Regions from separate parts of the Sus scrofa genome. Here regions 1 and 3 are each linked to region 2. The links are chromatin contacts, called in public HiChIP or PLAC-seq maps. All regions are on one chromosome and are shown on one strand. Each heading gives the region's core, a stretch centred on a gene start, on an enhancer-like site or on the middle of the called end of the contact. The rest is flanking DNA. Distances are from core to core; before and after follow the strand shown. Region 1 overlaps LOC102158473 (a long non-coding RNA gene). Region 2 has its middle 45 kb from the start of TARBP1. Region 3 has its middle 130 kb from the start of IRF2BP2.

The links. HiChIP or PLAC-seq counts read pairs in DNA pulled down with a chosen protein or histone mark.
Region 1: an H3K27ac HiChIP or PLAC-seq map of alveolar macrophages shows a contact between it and region 2. The contact joins two enhancer-like sites. A contact is called at or near these places in 1 of 47 Hi-C or Micro-C datasets (epiblast stem cells) and 1 of 2 datasets of contacts at active chromatin or transcription factors (alveolar macrophages).
Region 3: an H3K27ac HiChIP or PLAC-seq map of alveolar macrophages shows a contact between it and region 2. The contact joins two enhancer-like sites. A contact is called at or near these places in 1 of 47 Hi-C or Micro-C datasets (embryonic fibroblasts) and 2 of 2 datasets of contacts at active chromatin or transcription factors (alveolar macrophages and skeletal muscle).

Annotation. Positions count from the first base shown.
Region 1 is chr14:56,493,586-56,496,560 of Sscrofa11.1, reverse strand. The region is part of intron 4 of LOC102158473 (a long non-coding RNA gene); the gene reads left to right. Among named protein-coding and RNA genes, the nearest start is that of IRF2BP2, 51 kb to the left of the region's middle. Within about 2 kb of position 1,425, at least 11 of the 83 cell types and tissues checked have an H3K27ac peak or open chromatin away from gene starts, as enhancers often do. A contact at or near this core is called in alveolar macrophages, where this site is marked.
Region 2 is chr14:56,622,642-56,625,592 of Sscrofa11.1, reverse strand. No RefSeq gene overlaps it. Among named protein-coding and RNA genes, the nearest start is that of TARBP1, 45 kb to the left of the region's middle. Within about 2 kb of position 1,557, at least 70 of the 83 cell types and tissues checked have an H3K27ac peak or open chromatin away from gene starts, as enhancers often do. A contact at or near this core is called in alveolar macrophages, where this site is marked.
Region 3 is chr14:56,411,283-56,414,079 of Sscrofa11.1, reverse strand. No RefSeq gene overlaps it. Among named protein-coding and RNA genes, the nearest start is that of IRF2BP2, 130 kb to the left of the region's middle. Within about 2 kb of position 1,424, at least 3 of the 83 cell types and tissues checked have an H3K27ac peak or open chromatin away from gene starts, as enhancers often do. A contact at or near this core is called in alveolar macrophages, where this site is marked.

The DNA of each region.
Region 1 (2,975 bases), core at 176-2,675, 130 kb after region 2:
TTCTTTTTAGATTCTTTTCCATGATAGGTTATTATAAGATATTGAGTCTAGTTCCCTGTGTTCCACAGTAGGTCCTTGTTAGTGACATATTCTGTTTCAAGACAGACATGTTGTCTGTCAGCTATGCCATGGGCCCACACTTAGAAAGAGATGTTTTAATATTATATAGTGTTTACAGCAGTGTTTCATAAGAACTGGTTTGCCTTTGCTTTGCTCGGTCCCATTCACAGGTAGGTGTACACAGCCTCGCTCTCTCTCTCTCCCCTAACCCAGTGAAATTTCCAAAAGAACCTTTGTTCAGTCATCATGATCACAAGCTCTCTTTGTCCTGTGTGCCTTTCACTGACCCCAGCCCTTGTATGTTTCTCACCACACTGCCAGGAGGTACCTGCTGTCATCACTCACAGACAGGTTACCTCACCTGTCCAAGGTCACACCACCAGTGTGTGTCAGAGCCTGGACTTAAACCCAGGTCACCTGATCCAAACCCATCCTTTGCGCCAGAAGACCATTCTAACGATTTCTCTGTTACACATTTTTCACTTTGTAGTTTTTCAAATAGAGGCTAGGCTTCCAGTGGGATGTTATTACAGGAAAACATGTGATGTGCAAAGCTCTTTCAACTGGAACACAGATTATGTACTAAGACTCTAAATTTTTTGCCGTTCAAGTTGTGGGTGACTGCTTTTTCCGGCCAGGTGTGGAGCAACTTGGGAAAGCTCCTTGCCTTTTCCTGACCCATCCAGAGATCTGCTTAGAGCTTTGCCTGAGTAGGACAGTCTGGCCTCAGGGATGTCAAGGCCTTGGGTCCATCTCACATCATGACCCAGGGCCGCAGAGCCCAGGGCAGTGTGTCTCCTGTACCCAGAAGGCTGCCCAGCCCTCTGCGTCTGTCTCCATGTGTCAGTCACGCTCCCAGCCCCCGCACCGCTGTTCCTATCTCTTCATTGACCGGCAGATGAAGGTGTATATAGAACAGGGAACTTTGTTGGGAAGAAGAAGTCACCTGTGTTGATTCCTAAAGATCCCTCTGTGTGCCTCCCTCCTGTGAGACCCTGGAAGGACTTTCATGTGGTGTCACAGCCCTGCCTGAAGTCCACCCCCACCACCAGCTCCACCACCCCGCACCATCCTGCCGCTGGCCACACGCTTCCTGCCCCAAATACCAAGGTTTTCATTTGACCATGATATAACGAGCTGCATAAAATTAAAAACAGGCAAATACCCTCTTATTTACAGTCACTCTATTTTTTGAAGTCATCACGAAAACCTGTCCTTAACAATGTCAAGCTCCAGATCGCCCAGGAGTCACTCCAGGCACCAAGCACAACATAAATCAGCTCGCAGTCCCAGAGCTCGCTTGCCCTCACGCTGTCCCCAGCCCAGATGGGTTTTTCCATCACATGCTTTTTCTGCAACAGGGTGCTGGGGCAGAGGAAAGGCTCACTTCCCTTTCCCCAAATTGGTATATTTACCAATACCTCCAAGTAAGCAACCAGGCTTCAGAGGAATGCTTGTTTGCAGTAGCAGGAGCCAGGCGCTGGGATTCAGACTCCTGAGTGCCCTTGGCCCTGAGCTTGGGCTGTGGCCGAGGCTCAGTGTGTGAATACACTAACAGATCCTTCCTGCCCCACTCTCATATCCCCGTCTGGGTGGACAACCCTGGCTCTTATGGGCTGAATCGTGCACACCCCATCATTCACCTTGAAGTCCTAATCCCCAGCACCTCAGACTGTGACTGTGCTTGGAGATGGGGCCTTTAAGGAGGTGATTAAGGCTAAATGAGGTCTTAAGGGTAGGGATCTCATAAGATAAGAAGAGGAAGAGAGAGACACCAGGAGCGTATAGGACTGGAGGAAAAGCCACATGAGGTCACAGCGAGACGGCGGCCATCTGCAAGCTGAGGTGAGAGGCCTTGGGAGAAATCAAACCTGCTGATACCCTGATCTTGGAATTTTAACCTGTTTTTTGAAAATACAATTCATTTCATAATTTGGGTACTTACTAGTTTTTTTTTTTTTCTTAAATATATACCACAATCCATATCTCAGGAGATTATGGATAACAAACCTCAGTATGATTTCCTAACATGTTTCAGATTGGTTTTTTTTTGTTGTTGTTGTTCTAAATTACCTATCCCTACAGTCACTCTTTTGTACTTGTTGAGTATAGATTTAATTATTGTCATATGCAGTGGGTCTCTGCTTTTTATCAAGTTTTATTCAAGGAAAGTTTATGACAAAGTGAATTGCCTTGAAATAGATTATATTTTACCATAGGAACAGCGATGTAATTAAAAGTTTTATTCTTGATTTAACATCACATGAATTCTAGATATGACCATAATATGTCAGAAAAGTAAAAACACAGCTGTTTTAAACCTTTTTAATTGATTGCAAGAGTCAAAATAATGCCCAAGCCCTTTAAAGTGGGGTTAAGTAGACTATATATGTTTTGTAATAAAAAGGGCTGTGTGTGTATAAAATGTAAAAATTCAGGGAGTTCCCACTGAGGCTCAGCCAGTTAAGAATGTGACTAATAGCCATGAAGATGTGGGTTCGATTCCTGGCCCCACTCAGTGGGTTAAGTAGCCAGTGTTGCTGCACACTATAGTGTAGGTCTCAAATGCGACATAGATCCACTGTTGCTCTGGCTGTGGTGTAGGCCTCAGCCGCAGCTCTAATTCAACCCCTAACCTGGGAACTGCCATACGCCGCAGATGTGGCCCTAAAAAGATCAAGTAAATAAATAAAAATAAAATAATAAAAATTCCCTGTTTTTTCACCTTTTCCTTGACAGTCCAGTTTACACACTGGCATAAATTAATTTTAATAATGGATACTCCAAGTTGACAGGCCTTTACGAGTAACCCTTCTCTTATAGGAATGGGTTGAAATCCTTGAGTGGAAGTTGCCCACTGGGAGCCTCCGCCACCTCCGACTTCCCTCTCCTCCCCTTCCCAGCCTTAGCTCACT
Region 2 (2,951 bases), core at 308-2,807:
TGGCAGAGCCTGGATTGCAGGAGGCTGGAACCTAACGTCCTGGCTTGGAACCAGAGTTGCTAAACTCAGCCAGCTTTGCACCATCTCAGCCGTCAGCTGATATACAGAGCTTGCAGGGAGGGAAGAGGTGAAGGATGAGGAAAACTTATTCTGGATGTAAAAGCCTGCGTGCAGGTTAACAGGCTCCTTTCCACTTCCTTATACGTGTCTATGTTATTTTCCCTCTTGGTTCCCAAGGCTAAAGGAGCAAGAGTCTAGTTCAAGGCTGCCCCAGAGCTGTTCAGGTTCTCTGCCTTTGGCCCCGCAGTGACCGCTGGGCTTCCTGTGCTGCCTCTCCAGTCCTGCCAGGGGATAAGTGCAGTCTGGGTCTTGCGTGCCGGGCCAGTCCAGGTGGAGGGCAGACAGGCTCTCCTGTGGGCACCCAGCAAAGCCAGGAGAAGTGAGATGTGTCCAGGTGCCCCTCCCCCTCCTCTCCTGAGTTGAACTTCATCCTTATGCTCAGAACCAGGCTGCCCACAGTCTCAGTGGTCCTCGAGCATCACACTCCACTGGAAAGCGCACTGACCGCACAAAGAAGACCAGCTTCTGCCCCACCTGGCCCTTCCCCTGAAGGAGAGCAGGCAGCTATGCTGAGATAGGCTCAGGCCAGGGAGAGAGACCTATTCTCCTCCTAGGCCTGACACCAACTTGGCCACACCAGCAAACTCATTCAGCTTCTCTGGGCCTCGGATTTCTCATTCTTAAAACAAATGATGATCTTGGGTTTCACTAAGTCTCTAAAAATTCTTTTCAGTTCTAAAACCCAGGGATTCTACACCTCTCCCCTTCTGGGCAGCCCCAATTCCCTTCTCCTCCGGTGAACCAGCGGGGACCTTCTTCAGTGGGGATGATGGCGGGGCTCCCAGGAGGCCGGACACCAAGGGAACAGGAACGGCAGGACAGAAGGGGGATTGTTCCGTCAGCTGGCAGAGGAGGAAGCAGAGCTCTTAGCAGCCCCCGCCCAGAGGCAGAGCCCGGGGCAGCAGACTCTCAGTGCTCTTGGCGTATTTCCGCCGGAAAAAACCCGCGACCCCCCACCAGCTGGTGGTGAAAGGCGCCCCTCTGCATTGGGTCTGATGCTCAGGCAGGCAGAAGTGGCTTCCCCCCCAAATCCTCCCTCAAAGTCACTTGCGATTAATTTAATTTCATAACCTACCTCCCACCCTACCCCCCAACCCCACACCAAATGACTTCTCTCCAAATTTACGATGTTCGAACTATTGACGGAGATTAACTGCTATAGCAACTGCACAACAGTCTGGAAGGTTATTGTGCAGTGGGAAGTCACTCAACTTCAAGGAGCTATGTTTACTTTCGGAAAGAGAAGGAAGGGATGTTAGCTTTGGCTATGGGACTCTTCAAAGTAAAAGATTTCAAGATGAAAGTGGAGATCAAGTTACCAGAACAGCAAATAAAGACCTCGGGAAAATGAGGAAATAGCTATCACGTGGGTAACGGGTGACAAATCTTTCTTATCTGTGGCTGGGGGTAAGGAGGGAACAACACTCAAGGTCACTGCCCACGTGTTCTTCCGTCTCACCCGCAGACTTTCTCAGAGCAAGGTCAGAGGGCGAATCATACATGGGGGCAAATTCCAGCCGGGTCTTTCAACCAGCCACTGTGCCCTGTGAAATGTCACACTGGAACAGGATAATTGGATGGTTTGGAGAAGCTGCAGAGGGAATCAGGGCTTTTCCCAAAGAAGATAAAAGCAGAGAAGCAGCGCCCAGCCTGAAACCAGCTGCCCCGTTTGTTCAAAAAACAGGTCTTCTAACACCGAGAAGCAGAAATCGAAACCTCTTTAAATCCCCTAGAATGTTTCGAACAAAACACCTATTTCATGAAAGAAATTGCATTTTAAAAGATCACGCCAACAGAATGTCCCAGCTGCTTGGTCACCTAAGTGTTTTTGGAAAAGGAAAAGAGCTATTCAGCATTAAAGATTCAGGAATGTCTGTTGACATATTAAGGAAACAACCTCAGGGGACAGCTGACAAGGCTCCAAGAAGCATTACCAAGGGAACGGTGACGCAAACGTGTTCCGTTTTTACAGGCTGGCGCTCCGCCAGGCTCCCTCGCCTGACGGCTGATGTCATGCTAATCCCTATCTGGGTTAGCGTCGCTTGGATATCAACTCAAGCGGCACAGTCAGCTGCAATCAATAGCAGGCTCCTTTTATAGAAGATAGTAAAGGAAAAAATACGTATACACAGAAAGAGAACTCCGGATTCCAGTGTGCTCAAACCTATACATTGTGCCAAAAATGGGGAAGGAAAAGAAATGAAGGTCCAATACAAATCTGGCAGTTCCTGTTGTGGCTCGGTGGAACCGAATCTGACTAGCATCCATGAGGACACATGTTCGATCCCTGGCCTCGCTCAGTGGGTTAAGGATCCGGCATTGCCATGAGCTGTGGTGTAGGTTGCAGATGCGGCTCCGATCTGGGGTTGCTGTGGCTGTGGTGTAGGCCGGCAGCTACAGCTCAGATTAGACCCCTGGCCTGGGGACCTCCATGTGCTGCAAGTGCAGCCCCAAACAAACAAACAAAAAACAAATCTAAGCCACACCTGACATAGTCAGGGTCTTTTCTGTAGAGTAAGTCCTATTGTTGATGAAAGATACTACTATTTCATGATATTAGTTTTTTGTGTGTTTTTTTAGCATAACTAAGATGTGCCTAATTCCCAGTTGAGCTAAATGAGGATGGAAGAAAACAGAAGACATTAGGTGGGAATGTGAAAATAATGATTTTTTTCATTATTGAACAAATGGGCTGATTCCTTTTAAACCTATGCGTGAAATATTGCTTTTCAAAAATTTCTGTCTTCAAGACCACTGCTTTTCAATTATTTTAGAATAAATAAGGAGAAGAAGAATTATGCAAATTTTCATCAGGCTTGGATTGAATGCGT
Region 3 (2,797 bases), core at 175-2,674, 210 kb after region 2:
GGAGACAAAGCACCCATTTGTAGGGAGAGCCGAGCTCCAAGGGAGGCTGCCCAGGATCTATTTGTGGCCTCAGCATTGCCAGATGGTGCATTTTAAATACAGCTCCCTTCCTCTCACACCAGCCTTTCTGGGTCTCCCAGAGCTGCTCTTACCCCACCCCCACCCCCACCCCCACACGGGTTATGGGGAGACTGTTCACGGACAGGGCCTCATACCCACCTCAGCAGATCCGGGGACATGTGACCAAACAATCCCAAGCCAGGGCTGCTCTTATAGAACCTTTATTGATGTGGCATTCTTCAGATCAAGGCCATTTAATCGGGACATACTGAAAATAGTAAAAGCCAATGGGCATTGAGGGTTTAATATATGCCAGATTTGGTGTTAAGTGTTTTATTTTGTCCTTGAAACAGCACTGTGAGGGAGGTAAATACTATTATCACCCTCCTTTTATGACTGAGAAAACTGCAGGCTTGGAGAGATTGAGTCACTTGACCTCCATGTCACAGAGTCAGCAGCAAGGCCAGGACCTGAGTTGGTCTAATTCCAAAGCTTCTCCTGCTAGGCTCTCCAGTGTACCCCAAAGATCTTTTTCTGGAAGGTTCTAAACCTCCCTTGCATTCAGTCCGAGGTAAAATAGCAGAAAAGCTTTGCCCATGGCAGAGGGAAGCTGGAAGGCACAGCAGCGGGAAACGCCCAGCAAACGGAAGATGGCTGCTGTGGGGAATGGTCCAGAACTTCAAAACTTTCAGCAGACCCTGCCCTTCATGCATAGTCTTGACCCCGAGCAGCATCCCCTCTAGGCTGCGGATCCAATGGCGGGCCTCCCGTGGGAGCAGGAGCGCGATTGCCTCCCTCAAAGATTTCCAGCCACGTGTCCAGCCTGTCCTCTCCCTTCATCTTTCCGGTGGGCCCCCTTCCTTCCTCCCCTCTGCTAGTCCTGAAGGACAGGGCTCTGCTCCGTGACACCCCTCTGCATCTATTCCTTCATCTGGTTTGTAAAACCAGCAAAGTCCTCCCACCCCAGACAGTAGCAGTGTGAATTAAACACAGTACGAAAAGGAGTGACCCGCCCTAGCACAGAGCAGGTGATCAGAAAATGTTGGTGAACTTGTCCCACTCACTTTCTTTCCTTCTTTTGGTGGTGGACCACACTGGCGCTTTGTTTGTTTTTTTGTTTTGTTTTGTTTTTTAGGGCTGTATGCAAGGCATAGAGAAGTTCCCAGACTAGGGGTTGAATTGGACCTGCAGCTGCCAGCCTACACCACAGCCACAGCAAAGCTGGATCCTTAGCCCACTGAGCGAGGCCAGGGATCAAACCTGCATCCTCATGGATGCTAGTTGGGTTCATTACTGCTGAGCCACAATGGGAACTCCCACACTGGTAGTAAGTTATTCACCCCCAGGCTTCCCCAGTCAGTCCTGCCATGTGTGAGTCATGGACAAAGCGATTAACCACGACCAACTTCCTTTTGTAACTGATGAGCCATGCCATCTGGGGGCTAAACTGTTGGAACACACATGCTGTAAATAGGTAAACATTTTAACTATCTTCTGAAATAATTTCAGATTTTGGAAGGTAACCCCTAAGGCTCCAACTTCCTCAGACACCGCTGGGAAGGGCGATGACCTAATTCAGCCTTGCCAGGAGCTGCCTCAGAGCTGCAGTCTGCATGTCCGGAAAGGGTCCTTCTGGGCTAGGTGGGACCAGCTCTCATGCCTCCCTGCTGCCTCCTCAGGTGTCAGGCGGGCCTGCCGTCCATCTCCCCCAGAGACTTCTCAGCCTCTTCATCGTTGTCATTGATGGCAAGAAACTGGGTATCCCAAAGGTGATGGCCCTGGTGTTGGGCCAGTCTCTGGAGACTGAGATGACCCAGAAGAAGGGGACTTGCCATGTCAACCACACAGAGCAGAAGGAGGCTGAGACCTGGGGGTGGGCCAGGGGAGGGACTTCCATGTGCCCAGCTGGGGAGGGTTCTGGCCGGCTGAGAACGAACTCAAGGAGAAAGCTCTGCAAAGGAGGTGGCGCTGATTTTGTTTGTTTGGATCATCTGCACGAGTCAGATGTCTGTTTCTGATGAGGGACTGAGATTTCGGCTGGCTTGGAGGGCATGCCAACAACAGGGATGCAAGCGTTTTGCAAACTGTGCTCCAAAGAGCACATCTACCCACAATTCCGAGTTCCCCTGCAGCAATGCCCCCATCACTAATTTTCAGCTCTTGCTAGCATGGCTGAGGGGTGGGGGCTGGGGGGCGGTGCAGGAGTGACCCACTTTGGGTTCTAATCTACCGAGGCTAAAGCTCGCCAAGGACAGAGCTAGAGCTAAGAGAAGAAAGTTGTCCAGGCTCAGATTAGGAATCCCAATTCCAGGGTGAGACTGCTTCAGGACACAAAGCCTGCAGAGGGCCGTCCAGGGCATGGGACCCCTCATCTTGCATCCTGAGCTCTGCCCTGAGTCCTGTCCAGAGCCGTATGCATTAGCATAACCTGAAACACAACTGCACCCGCTCTGTGCCTGGGGCTGGACAGAGCAGCACAGAGAGAGAGGTCACTGACCCTGAAAGGCAATCCCCCCTAAAACAAATGCCTCTCACTGTCCAGGGCCTGCAGCTCTCCAGGACCCCCAGAGATCACCCCTAGCCACTCAGCAACACCCCCCCCCAAATGCTTTCCCTCTCCCTGCCACATCCGTGTCACTCCTTTGAAGCTCTGCTCCTATTCCACGATCATCCCAGATCTCAATAGGCTTTCCTCCCATGTCCTTCCTTCCTTCCAAATGAGAAGCAGGTATAAATG